Linked DNA regions of Sus scrofa: region 2 is linked to region 1. Evidence: chromatin contacts called from public Hi-C data. All regions are on one chromosome and are shown on one strand. The core of a region is the stretch at or near the end of the contact, and the rest is flanking DNA. Distances in the headings are between cores, read along the strand shown. Region 1 overlaps CPA6 (carboxypeptidase A6). Region 2 overlaps LOC110260281 (a long non-coding RNA gene).

Region 1 (6,420 bases), core at 1,993-4,492:
ATAAAGGAAGGATACATTTAATTATCTTTTATTTTTATTTATTTATTTTATATTTTGTAATTTTAGGGCCACACCCATGGGCATATGGAGGTTCCCAGGCTAGGGGTCGTATCAGAGCTACAGCTGCTGGCCTACACCAAAGCCACAGCAACGCCAGATCCGAGCCACGCCTGTGACCTACACCACAGCTCAAGGCAACGCCAGATCCTTAACCCACTGAGCGAGACCAAGGATCAAACCCACAACCTTGTGGTTCCTAGTTGGATTTGTTTCTGCTGTGCCACAATGGGAACTCCGACATTTCATTATCAATATTTCTAGTGTTTTAAATTACAGTGTAAGAAATATTAGATTCACTTTTTTTTTGTCATTTCCCTATACATTTATAACAGAGTAAGAGAGTTTTTAATCTTTTGACAAAAATACACGAAGGTCATAGAACAAACATGATTTTCCCCATTAATTATCAAGATAGATTTTTATAGCTTCAGTTTGCATGGCCACTTTTACAGTCCTGCACTTCTGAGCAGGAAAACCGGAGGCTGCCTATTTAAATAGTGCCTGTATCAACAGTGCTCAGAACATTCTCAAATATTGACTAGTGGAGGACAATGGATGCAATGGCTTTTAGTTCAGTTCTAGTGAACAAACAATAATACAGGCCCTGCTCTGTAGATATCATTATAAATTGAATAAAAAGGGAGAAAGAACTGGTTGGTTGGGGGATGCAGAGCATTAAGAGAAGACTGGGGAGGGTGAGCAGGATGGGAGAACGTGGGGAGCTCAAGGTACTAATAGGTTGGCAGAAAACAAAATATTGCAGTTACTTGGGATGGCAGTGAACAAAGTCAGACAATTTTTAAAATGCAGGTTATTTTTATATAATGAACATTTTTTTGAACTTTTTAATTGTGAACAAAGACTTATTTGCTTACTCAACTGAACTCATTAGATGTTTGGTCTGGGCGTCATAACCCTCTCAATTACTTATTAAGTCCTGGCTTTTGGTATATTTTATATATACAATTTAAGTTCTCTTTTTTAAGACTTTTTAAAAGACTCTTATTAAGTCCCTGGATTTTAGTATATTTTATATATACAATTTAAGTTCTCTTTTCTATCTTATTTTTAGTGATACATTTCTTAACCAATGCCTTGAGTTTCACACCTATATTTGAGGGTTTATATTATATTTTTACATATATCTTTAAGTCCCAGCAAGACATAATGAGACTGAAAGAGGTGATAATCTAAAAGAAGTAATTTGGGGTAAGCTCTTGGATTCTGGAAAAAAGAGCTTTCCTATTCCAGAAAGCTTTCTGAAGTGAAGGACGTCTCCCCAAACCACTACTCTAAGTCTTCCCTAAAGCTCTGTCCTAGACACACCACCAAGCCTAGAGCTTCATTCTAGACACACAACCCAACCCAGTCTCCAGGTGTTACTGGTTACCCTCCCTGGTTCTTAGAAAATAACTCACTTTCCTGAAAGTCTCCTCTTCCTATTTTCTGCTACTTGAAGGACCACCCAGTACATCTGAATCATGTGCCAGATGTTGTCATCAGGATAAGCCACCCATAGGGCAGGTGGTGGCAGCATGTAACAGAGGTGGTTTTCCAGGGTAATTGGCTGGGCCTGGAAGGGTAAGGGTTCACATTGAGTAGCAGCAGAGAAATAGCTGAGAAACTAAGGACATTTTCTTTTGCTTTTCTTTTTTCATTTCTTCCCCTCCTCTCCTTCTCTTCTCTTCTCGTGTGTGTACGCGCACGCGTGCACGCGTGTTCATGGTGCTACTGTTCTGTAACAGGACCAAGTTAGATCCCCCTGTGTATTATACTTCTTCAAAGTCTTGAAGAACTTTCCATTTCAGACCATCCCTGTCCCAATTTTCCCATGGATCATCTTCTCCCAAACCCTTACTTTATCTTTGGTCTGCCATTGAGTTTAATAGAATTCAATCACTGATTTAAAAATACCTGTAGGGGAGTTCCCATCCTGACACAGCTGAAATAAATCCGACTAGGAACCATGAGGTTTTGGGTTCGACCCCTGGCTTCATTCAGTGAGTGGGTTAAGGATCTGGCGTTGCCCTGAGCTGTGGTATAGGTCACAGATATGGCTCAGATCCTGTGTTGCTGTGGCTGTGGTGTAGACCAGCAGCTGTAGCTCTGATTCGACCTCTAGCCTGGGAACTTCCATGTGCTGCAGGTGTGGCCCTGAAAAGACAAAAGACAAAACAAAAGAGAAAACCGGTAGGAATATATGACTCAAGCATATATGACTTTAGCTTGAAAAGGAAACTATTAAGGTTTTTTTTTTTTGTCTTTTTTTCCTTTTCTAGGGCCACTCCTGCTCCCACAGCTCACGGCAATGCCGAATCCTTAACCCACTGAGCAGGGCCAGGGATCGAACCCGCAACCTCATAGTTCCTAGTCATATTCGTTAACCACTGCGCCACAATGGGAACTCCAGGAAACTATTAAGTTTTACTCGGTTAAATTGTTTAAAAATATCATCTTTGGAGTTCTTTTTAATATAGAAAATTTGGGAAATTTGAAAAAATATGAAGTAAAAATCACCCATAATTCTTTTAGCATCTAGTATATTTCTCATGTACATATATCTCAGATATAGATTTTACAACATATAAATTATAATGGCATGCTTGTTTTTATTTGATTTAATTAATTAATTTTTGCCTTTTCTAGGGCTGCACTTGCGACACATGGAGGTTCCCAGGCTAGGGGTCTAATCAGAGCTGTTGCCACCCACCTTCGCCACAGCAATGCAGGATCTGAGCCATGTCTGCGACCTACCCCACAGCCATGGCAACGCCGGAGCCTTAACTCGCTGAGTGAGGCCAGGGATCGAACGCACAACCTCATGGTTCCTAGTTGGATTCGTTAACCACTGAGCCACGATCGAACTCCCATGTTTTTATTTTTTTTGATACAGCAGCATGTCATGGGCTGTTTCCCCTATCCTTGACTACTCCTTTGATATATTTTATGATGTCAGGGCTATCAATCATGTCCTTTACGTCTTCTTTTGTTTTATGCTTAGAAATGTCCTCCTCACTTGGAAATTAAATGACTTTCTAAATATTCTATGAATTAAGACTCTGGTCAAATCTGTCCCAGCAGTGTAGAATTATTGGAGGCAAAAGTTAAGTGCTGTACATAGCTCTGGGCCAGCCAGCACCAGCTGTGGCTAAGATACTCAACCTCAGAGATCGCCAATTTTAAAATCTCGAAAGTGAACAGAGCCCCAGGTACCTCATTTAATGGGAGATGATTCTGAGAAATGAAGCAAATACTATTCCATCTGCCCTGGCAACAAAGAATTCAGTAGCCTTTCCACAATTCAAAAATAAGATGAAAAATTAAAAGATGTAAAAATAGGCTGCTGCTGAAAATTTCTTGTCTACCCCATCTATCAGTATGACCTCCCACCCCCAACCTTGTGCCAGAACTTCAGTGAACTGTTCTAACCTTCTATCCTTTTCCTGTCTCTTCTTATCAGGTTAAGTAATACAGACAAGAAAAGTATTTGGAAACAATTCTGTTGTGTTTGGCACAATCCCTGGAATTTATTCTTGGATATCTACTGCCCAAATTAAGCCGCTGAGTCAGGTGTTCATTCATTTGGCTGCTTACGGAGTCTCTTTAACTTCTCACCAGAGAGTATTTACTTCTTTTGGTCCATGAGAACTAAGATGCATGACAGCAGAGTTTTTGATGGTCCTGTATCTCCCTCCCCAGCATCCATAGTACATGGTCTGGTATGTGGTAGACATTTAGTAATTATTTGTTGAACAAATTAATCACTTAACCTGCTTAATGCAGTGGGGGGTTGGGTCTTCCTTTCAGACTGACGGCAATGCCAATGTTTTGACTGATACGCCCACAACTTCACAGATGCCATTACTCTCTTGGGTATCTTGCCATCTTTGACCTGTTCTGTACTTTCATCCCCACATCAAGGCAATCATCAATTCCTAAAGACTTCCTTTGTTGGTGCTGCCTTCTGTGTTTGTGTCTCACCTCCCCAGCAGATGAATTACGGAAAGGGTTAATGTTGTGTACTCGTGTACAGTACAGCTCTCCTACCGCTACAGAGCTTAGCAAGCTGCCTTTACATAAAGAGAAGTGCTCTATCAGCTTTGGGTTGAATGAATAAATGAATGAAGGAGTGACTTTTTTTTTTTTTTTTGTCTTTTGTCTTGTTGTTGTTGTTGCTGTTTCTTGGGCCGCTCCCGTGGCATATGGAGGTTCCCAGGCTAGGGGTTGAATCGGAGCTGTAGCCACCGGCCTACGCCAGAGCCACAGCAATGCAGGATCTGAGCCGTGTCTGCGACCTACCCCACAGCCACGGCAACGCCGGATCGTTAACCCACTGAGCGAGGGCAGGGACCGAACCCGCAACCTCATCGTTCCTAGTCGGATTCGTTAACCACTGCGCCACGACGGGAACTCCGGAGTGACTTTTTTCATTTGAACTATATATACTCTTCCTTTACTTTCCATTCCCACATCCACTCTTCCTGCCCATGTAGAGGTTCTTGCCCTTAAAACTTCTAGTTTGTTGCCCCTACTCTGGGCTCCTCTCTTTCATCCATATATCTTTAAACTCTTTGACAAGAACAGGTGCTTTTCACTACATAGCAGTATTTTCTCATTTTTCTCTATTGGATCAAACTCTGTCTTCCAAGGCTAACTGCAATTTTTCAGTCAGTCTCATGATGCAGCAGAATCCATTCACACAGATGATAGCCTTTGGACTCACTAAGCTACACTATGTTCTCCATGTTAATCTTTTGTCTTTTTTTAGGGCACTATCATCTTCCCCTAATCAAATTCCCACTCCTCAGTCAAGGCCTAATGAGACTCACGTCCCCACAATTTTCCCCAAATCTTGTCTTCTTCCAGAGTCTCACAGAGCTCTCTGGTTCTTGAATTCGTTTGGCTGTGATAGCCACAATAATTTAACATCCAAAGATACACTGTTTTATGTTGTTGATGACTGTTTCCTGTACCCAAGTGTTTCTCCTCGAATGAAATGTTGACTCCTTGAGTGCTGGGACCATGACTTATCCTCCTGCTACCCTTACTGTGCACGATGCTGAAAATGTAGTGACCAACAAGAAACTGTTAGACGGATTCATATAAATAGTTTCTAGAGAAACGCTATTTAACACTGATTTAAAAAATAACAGCTTTATTGGGATATAATTCACACATTTTAAAATGCACAACTCAATGGTTTTTAGTATAACTCTGAACAGAGTTATGCAATCATTGCTATATAATGTTAGAATATTTTCACCATCCAAAGCAGAAGTTTCATATCCTTTAGGTATCAACTCCCAACTGTGTCATTTCCCCAGCCATAGACAACCACTAATCTACTTTCTGTCTTTGTAAATTAGCCTGTTTTGGATGTTGTATAGGCCTGGAATTGTGTAAAATGTGTTCTTTCATGACTGGCTTCCTTCAGTTTGCACAATGCTTTCAAGGTTTATCAATGTTAGAGCATGTATCAACACTTCACTCCTTTTAAAATTGAAATGTAATTCATTTAAAACTGTACAGTTTGCAAGTTCCCATCATGGGTCAGTGGTAACCAACCTGACTAGTATCCATGAGGATGCGGGTTTGATCCCTGGCCTCACTCAGTGCATTAAGGATCCCGTGTTGCTCTGGCTGTGGTGTAGGCTGGCAGCTGAAGCTCCGATCAGACGCCTAGCCTGGGAACTTCCATACACCAATGGTGCAGCCCTAAAAAGAAAAATGTGTATAGTTTGATGGTTTTGTAGTATATTCATAAGGTTGTGCAGTCATCATCATTATCTAATTCTAGAATTTTTCCATCACCTCCAAAAGAATACCTGTTAGTATTCACTCCTAATTCGCCTCTCCCCTCATCCTCTGGCAACTACTTAACCTACTTCCTGTTTGTATGGATTTGGCTATTCTGGACATTTCATATAAATGGAATGATATGATATGCAGCCTTTTGTGTCTGGCTGATTTCACTTAACTCATTTTCAAGGTTTATCCATGTTGAAGTTTGTATTTACTTCATTACAGCTGGAAAATATTCCATTGTATGAGAGACCACATTTTGTTTATCCATTAGTTAATGGACATCTGAATTGCTACCACTGTTACGAAAAATGAACATTCAAGTACACATTTCTGTGTGGTTATATGCTTTCATCTCTCTTGGTTACATGCACAAGAGTGGAAAGTTGGGGTTGCATGATAACTCTCCGTTTAATATTTTCAGGAGCTGATAAACTGTTTTCAGACCTATTTTAAACTTGGTAGTTTCCTTTGCTTTGCAATTTAATTTTTACGTCTGCTACTTTTGTGTTCCTTTGTGTTCTTTTTACTTTGTGTTCCTTTTCGTAAGTCTCCACT
Region 2 (5,971 bases), core at 1,097-3,596, 67 kb before region 1:
GTCCTGTGAGCAAGGGACAACTTTGGCATCTTCACTGAATGATCTGCAGGTAAGTCTGCCTTTAGGAGATTCTGGAAGTCTGAGAACAACTCAGGGGGTGAGAGACTTTGTGATGAGCATCAACATTTTGGGGTGCCTTTCAAATGCGTTTCATTCTTTGTATGTTTTTTTTTTTTCTAAATTTGCCTCAAGTGACAACGTTTGTATAGACCTATATAAATTAACCACACTCATAACATGTCTGTTTGGATTTATATATTTTTTCATCTCTGGATCTCCTAGGAAAGTGAGCAAAAGTGAACATCATAGAACTATGTTTTCCATGGAGGATAATATTAGATCACATACTGCTGGCATTTTAAATTTTATGTTCTGTCTGGGTAGCAGACTTTTAAAATAATTAGATACTACTCTAGTGGGTACTTGGAAAAGCACTAAAATATTCAATAATTTGTATGTTTAACTTACTCACTGGGAGAGTGGTCTCTACATTTCCTCAGCCCTTACTTGAGGCTGCACCACCATGGTCCAGGCTGTGCTCGAAGTACGGATACAGGAGCTCTTTTCCACCCTAAATATCTTAGGAGGCTGCAGAGATTGGTCTTCATTGTATCTTGGAGCCCAGGGGCAGTCACTCCAGGACTGGGGGCTTCGTGATGGGCACTGCTGTTGGGGCAGTGGCGTGGCTGCCTCCTGGAACCCCTTGGGTGCTGGAATTGTTCTCCATCTGCTATAGCTCCTGGGTGTTCTCCTGGAGCCCTTCTTTCCACCCTCCTTGTTCCCTTGACCCAAGGGCTTCTTTCTTTGGGGACCCATCTCAAGAGGCGGCCAGAGAACCATGACCTAAAGCACTGTTTTCCTAATTCTTCTCCTAGTCATTCCCCTCAGACCAGAAAAACATCCAGCACTTGAGGGTGGGGACGAGGTACTAATTTTTGAGCTTTACAGACAATATTAGAGGAAAGAAAGAAAGAAAAACACATGATAAATTCCCTGCCCCAGAGCCAAATGTTTTGAATATGGGAAAATGAACGCAATTCCATTTACCTGAAGTTTTAGAACAAACAAAATTCATGTATGGTGGGAGTTCCTCTGGTGGCTCAGTGGTAATGAACCTGACTAGTATTCGTGAGGATGTAGGTTGGATCCCTGGCCTCGCTCAGTGGGTCAGAGATCCAGTGTTGCTGTGAACTGTGGTGTAGGTCACAGATGCACTCGGGATCTGCATGGCTGGTTGTGGTCGTGTCGTAGGCTGGCAGCTGCAGCTCCGATTCGACCCCCTAGCCTGGGAACTTCCATATGCTGCAGGTGGGGCCCTAAAAAGACCAAAAAAACCATCATGTATAGTGATAAAAATCAGAGCAGTACTTGCCTCTAGAGCAGACACTAACTGCAAAGGGGCTGGAGGATCTTTTCTAGAGTGAAGGAAGTATTCTCTATCTTGATGGGGTGAGGGTACATGTTGGTCACGACTTATTGAACCATGTTTTTAAAATCCATGCATTTTATGTAAATTTAAAAAGAAAACAGGGTGACAGTTCAAAAATGAAAAAGACTGTAAAATTAATTCAGGAAGGATTCAGATTTCAGAAGTGTTTGGTTTTAGCTAACTTAAATAGAAAGGACCCACCATCAGCATGCAGCTCTGCCAAGAGTTATACAAACATTTTTCTCCATAGTTATTTCTTATTAGAAATCCAGAATCTTACATGAACTATAAAGCTCTTTGAATAGAAAAAAATTGTTTTCATCAACTAAAATTAGCTGGACGAGATTTCAGACACATTTCTTTAGCTTTTTTCTTCAGCTGACACCCCATATTTCTACCTAGAGTGGCCACAAATGTGAATATAGGTAACTCTGTTCTCTTTGACCATATTAGTGTGCATGCTCTTGACAGGCGAGGGAAGGTCACTTAGAGAGCAACCACCACATGACTCCGGAGTGGTGAGAGTCTGGGAGGGTGATAATTTCTAAAACTGGATTGGATGACGTTGCCTGTTGAGTATGTGGAATGCTGGCCAGATTGGAACACCCTTGAGCGTGGATGCCAGAAAAACTCAGGTCGAAGGATGAAAAGTTCAACTTAAATATCCAATAAACAACAAATAATTTAGTATAAGTATGTATGGAGATACTTCTATATCCCTCGTATAAGTGGAATATATACATTGACATCGCCGCAAGGACATTAATTATTAAAATGTATTTGTTTTTATCTGAAGTTCAAATTTAACGGGTATCCTCCTACATTTTTTTATTTGCTAAATCTGGCAACTCTGTGCTTGAGGTATGCTGAAAAGACAGGGTTTTTTTTGGTTTGTTTTCTGTTCGGTAACAATCAAAGGCACAAATAATTTGAGCCTGTGGTTCTCCAAATTGGCTTGCATCAAAGTCACCTGCAGAGCTTGTTTAAAAAAAAAACTGAGCCCCAATTTTTGATTAAGTAAGTTTAGGGTGAGGCCCTGAAAATTTGCATTTTTAACATTCCCAGGCTTTGCTGATTCTGCTGAGATTTAATGATCGGAGGCAATGCATTACAGACGTTATGTATAAGGATTGCTAGAAATGCTGTGTTAATGTACCCTGTTCTTTGCCATTCTGCCCAGCACACTAAACTATGCATCTTGAATGAGAGACAACAACCAAACATAGTGTGTTGTCATGTAATATCAATAAACTGTCTGTTATATATGGTTGCCTCTATTTCCAGACTTTATGGCTCCTCGACAGGTAAGTCGTTTGCCTCTGTGGTGAATAGATTGCCTTTTAATGGGTGTTAAATTGGAATCCCATATTAAAATTAGAATACATTAAGCATTTGATGAACCCATATGAGAGGACCTTTGTTAAATTATATATCAAATAAATATTTAACAAGGTCAGACACCCAGGAATTATTTATATCTTATTAAATACCACCACAATTTCCATAGCGAATTACATACACACAGTCTTTATACAACCTCAGGATGTTTGGAGTACCCAAAATGGAATTTCCACACATTGACTTTTTCCAGGGACCTGATTTCTTAGAGGAAAATAAGTGGGGTTTGCTTGTACTTTTCATGGAAATGAAATGTGTTGAAATGTTTTAAAGTAACCTTAAGTCTGACATTTAAAATTTCTACCATCAGGTTTATTGGGTTCTGTTTTGTTTTGTTTTTAGTTTTCTGTTTATTGACCTATTAAAATTGATTTGGACTTCCTTTTTTGAGGAGGAGAAATACATAGAGGTGAAAAATGAAAGAAGGGTACTGGCATATTTTGTTAGGTATCTAAGTTCTTTGGCTACTTTTTTGGGCAAATGTTGATCTGCTACAAATATAAACATAAAAGTAAATATTAGAGATACTGGAGCAATTATGGGTGAACTATATCTAGGATGTGCTTTAAAATACTGCAAGAAGAAAAAAGTCAGAGGAGGAAAGATGAAATATTTGGCAAAATAAAATGGTAATTGTTGAGACTGGGTGATGGGAGCATGGAGTTTATTAGGTACCCTACTTTTGTGTATTTAGAAATTTCTCTAAGTTTTAAAAAACCCAAAGACTTGGCTTACATGCTCAGCTTTGCCACTAATTGGACAAGAAATCATACTCAAATTGTTTATTTTGTGTCTCACATTTTACAAATGATGGGATTGCAATTAACCAGCAAGTCATTGTTGGTCTAGGCTTATTGTGTAGATAGCATTCTGATGTTACCATATAAATTCATGGGAATGTTGTCAGATTACTAGAAAGTACAACATACATTATAAAACTAAAACCACTTTTCAAGTATTAGCGCATCATTCCTTGTTGAAATTCCTTGCGTATAAATGTTTAGAGCACAGATACTTGGTAACTAAAGTTCCCAAAGACTTTTATTTTCCCATGTTTAAGAATAGCTGTTTAGGAGTTCCCGTCGTGGCGCAGTGGTTAATGAATCCGACTAGGAACCATGAGGTTGCGGGTTCGATCCCTGCCCTTGCTCAGTGGGTTAACGATCCGGCATTGCTGTGAGCTGTGGTGTAGGTCTCAGATGCGGCTCGGATCCCGCGTTGCTGCGGCTCTGTGAAGGCTGGCAGCTACAGCTCCGATTAGACCCCTAGCCTGGGAACCTCCATATGCCGCGGGAGCGGCCCAAGCAATGGCAAAAAAAAAAAAAAGAAAAAAAAAAAAAAGCTGTTTAGGTGAGGTATCTGCTGAGATGGCAGTTGCTCAGATTTCTATGTGAGAATCAGACAAGGGAAAAAAAAGTGATGTTACACAGCTTGACTCCTTTTGTGTTTCTGAGGTAAAAAGCAAAGCAAACTTTAAGATTTCTAAATACCGTCTGTATCTACTACACAGTAATATAATTTAATTCCCCAAAAGGCAGGTAAACATAGAAGGAAAAACTTAAAGGTTAAGCATATGCAAGCTTGTGTGTCTGCTGCTGTGTATGCACAGGCATAAATGACTTAGAAGATCTGGAATGTGATCTAGGTTTGGCTGCGTGGCATACGGCTGGACCGGGGAGGTGATGTCCACTTTCGTATCTGCGTGGACTTGAAGCTATAGCATGGTTCAGGGCTGAAATGGCCCATGACCTGCTGGTCTGGGGATAGAGTGTGTGACCACAAGCCTGGCCATCAGTGGAGGGGTTGCTGCACATTCTTGGCAGACACCGAAGAAGTGGAAAAAATGAAACAACCGCAAAGCAGGATGAGAGTGAGTCTTATACCCAGCTGAACAGAGTAGATACAGGTGCCATGTGGTAATGCAATTACCTTCCTGGATCATTGGAAATCCTTTCCTGTGGTTATTAAGCAAGTATTCCCTGCCAGAAGGTGCCATTCCTTGCAAAGAGGGTTAAAATCTTTTCATCACATGGTGTATCCCTCTGTTAGGGACTCAGTGTATGTCCATAACCACAAATTTATACGTTGAAACCCCAACTCCCAGTGTGTATGTATTTGGGGATGGAGTCTCTGAGGATGCAAATCAGATTAAATAAAGTCATAAGGGTGTGGTCCTAATCCAATAGGATTTGTGTCCTTATGAAAACAGATACCAGAGAGCTCTCTGTCTCTCTCCCTTCCCATACCATGCACCAAAGAAAGGCATGGTAGCTGTTTGCAAGCCAGGAAGAGAGGCTTAGCTGGGAACTGAATCAGCTGGAACCTTGATCTTGGACTTCTGGCTTCCAGATCTCTAAGATAATGTTATTTGAACTGCTCAGTCTGTGGTATTTTGCTATGGTGACTGGAGCTGACTTAATAACCCTCCAAAAGACAGATAAGAGCACTTCCTTCAAGGGCACACAGGGAGGTCAGTGTCTGTAGGAAGAGGCGTGGAGAAAAATCTAGAAGTTGAGACCTATGTGGATAGGCAGGCCCCAGATGAGTGCTTCAGCTGGGGATTAGTGATGGTGGTAGTGGGATTTCCTGAGCAGTAGGAGGCAACAGAGGGTATGGTTATCTGGACGAGACAGAAGTTGCCAAGAGAAAAGGCGTTCATGACAACTTTATACCATCTCTATGATTTTGCTTGTGAATCATCTTGGCAGGAGGCACAGAGTAGTTGCTCAATACACCTTTGGGTAAATACATGCATTCCTTTGGGACATGGATTTGCTCTGGCATGTTGATTATTTGTCATACATGCGGAATGGCAAATGTGTCCAGTAACTTGTTAGTTTAGGCTTTCAAGAATAAAATCTTTATTACCCCAGGAGTACCAAACAGGAATATTTCTTCCCATCAAAGCCTGTATTTACTTCCTCTTCCTTTTAGTTGAGATATTTATTAGAATAGTTTTCTTCTAAATTGACTTACTTTATCAACAGTGTGCTATAGGAAAAAAAAATTCCTTTCTTTAAACAAAATGTCCAGTAGCTTGATTGTGATAAAAGTAGATCAAGGTAGAATTATGATTCTTTACCCATAGTTAATGAATATCTCTGCAAGCTTTGGCTAGATTAATATTTGTCCCTCTCCTCTGCT

The links. Hi-C and Micro-C count contacts between places; a contact is called where the count stands out from the background.
Region 2: a contact with region 1 is called in a Hi-C map of heart right ventricle, with 2.4 times the contacts expected there. The contact joins two enhancer-like sites. A contact is called at or near these places in 2 of 47 Hi-C or Micro-C datasets (heart right ventricle and liver).

Annotation. Positions count from the first base shown.
Region 1 is chr4:67,353,168-67,359,587 of Sscrofa11.1, reverse strand. The region is part of intron 6 of CPA6 (carboxypeptidase A6); the gene reads right to left. The region is part of intron 1 of LOC110260281 (a long non-coding RNA gene); the gene reads left to right. Among named protein-coding and RNA genes, the nearest start is that of ARFGEF1, 110 kb to the left of the region's middle. Within about 2 kb of position 3,242, at least 1 of the 83 cell types and tissues checked has an H3K27ac peak or open chromatin away from gene starts, as enhancers often do.
Region 2 is chr4:67,419,361-67,425,331 of Sscrofa11.1, reverse strand. LOC110260281 (a long non-coding RNA gene) reads left to right here. Exons shown (of 3, transcript XR_002343273.1): 1 at 1-49. Among named protein-coding and RNA genes, the nearest start is that of ARFGEF1, 43 kb to the left of the region's middle. Within about 2 kb of position 2,346, at least 2 of the 83 cell types and tissues checked have an H3K27ac peak or open chromatin away from gene starts, as enhancers often do.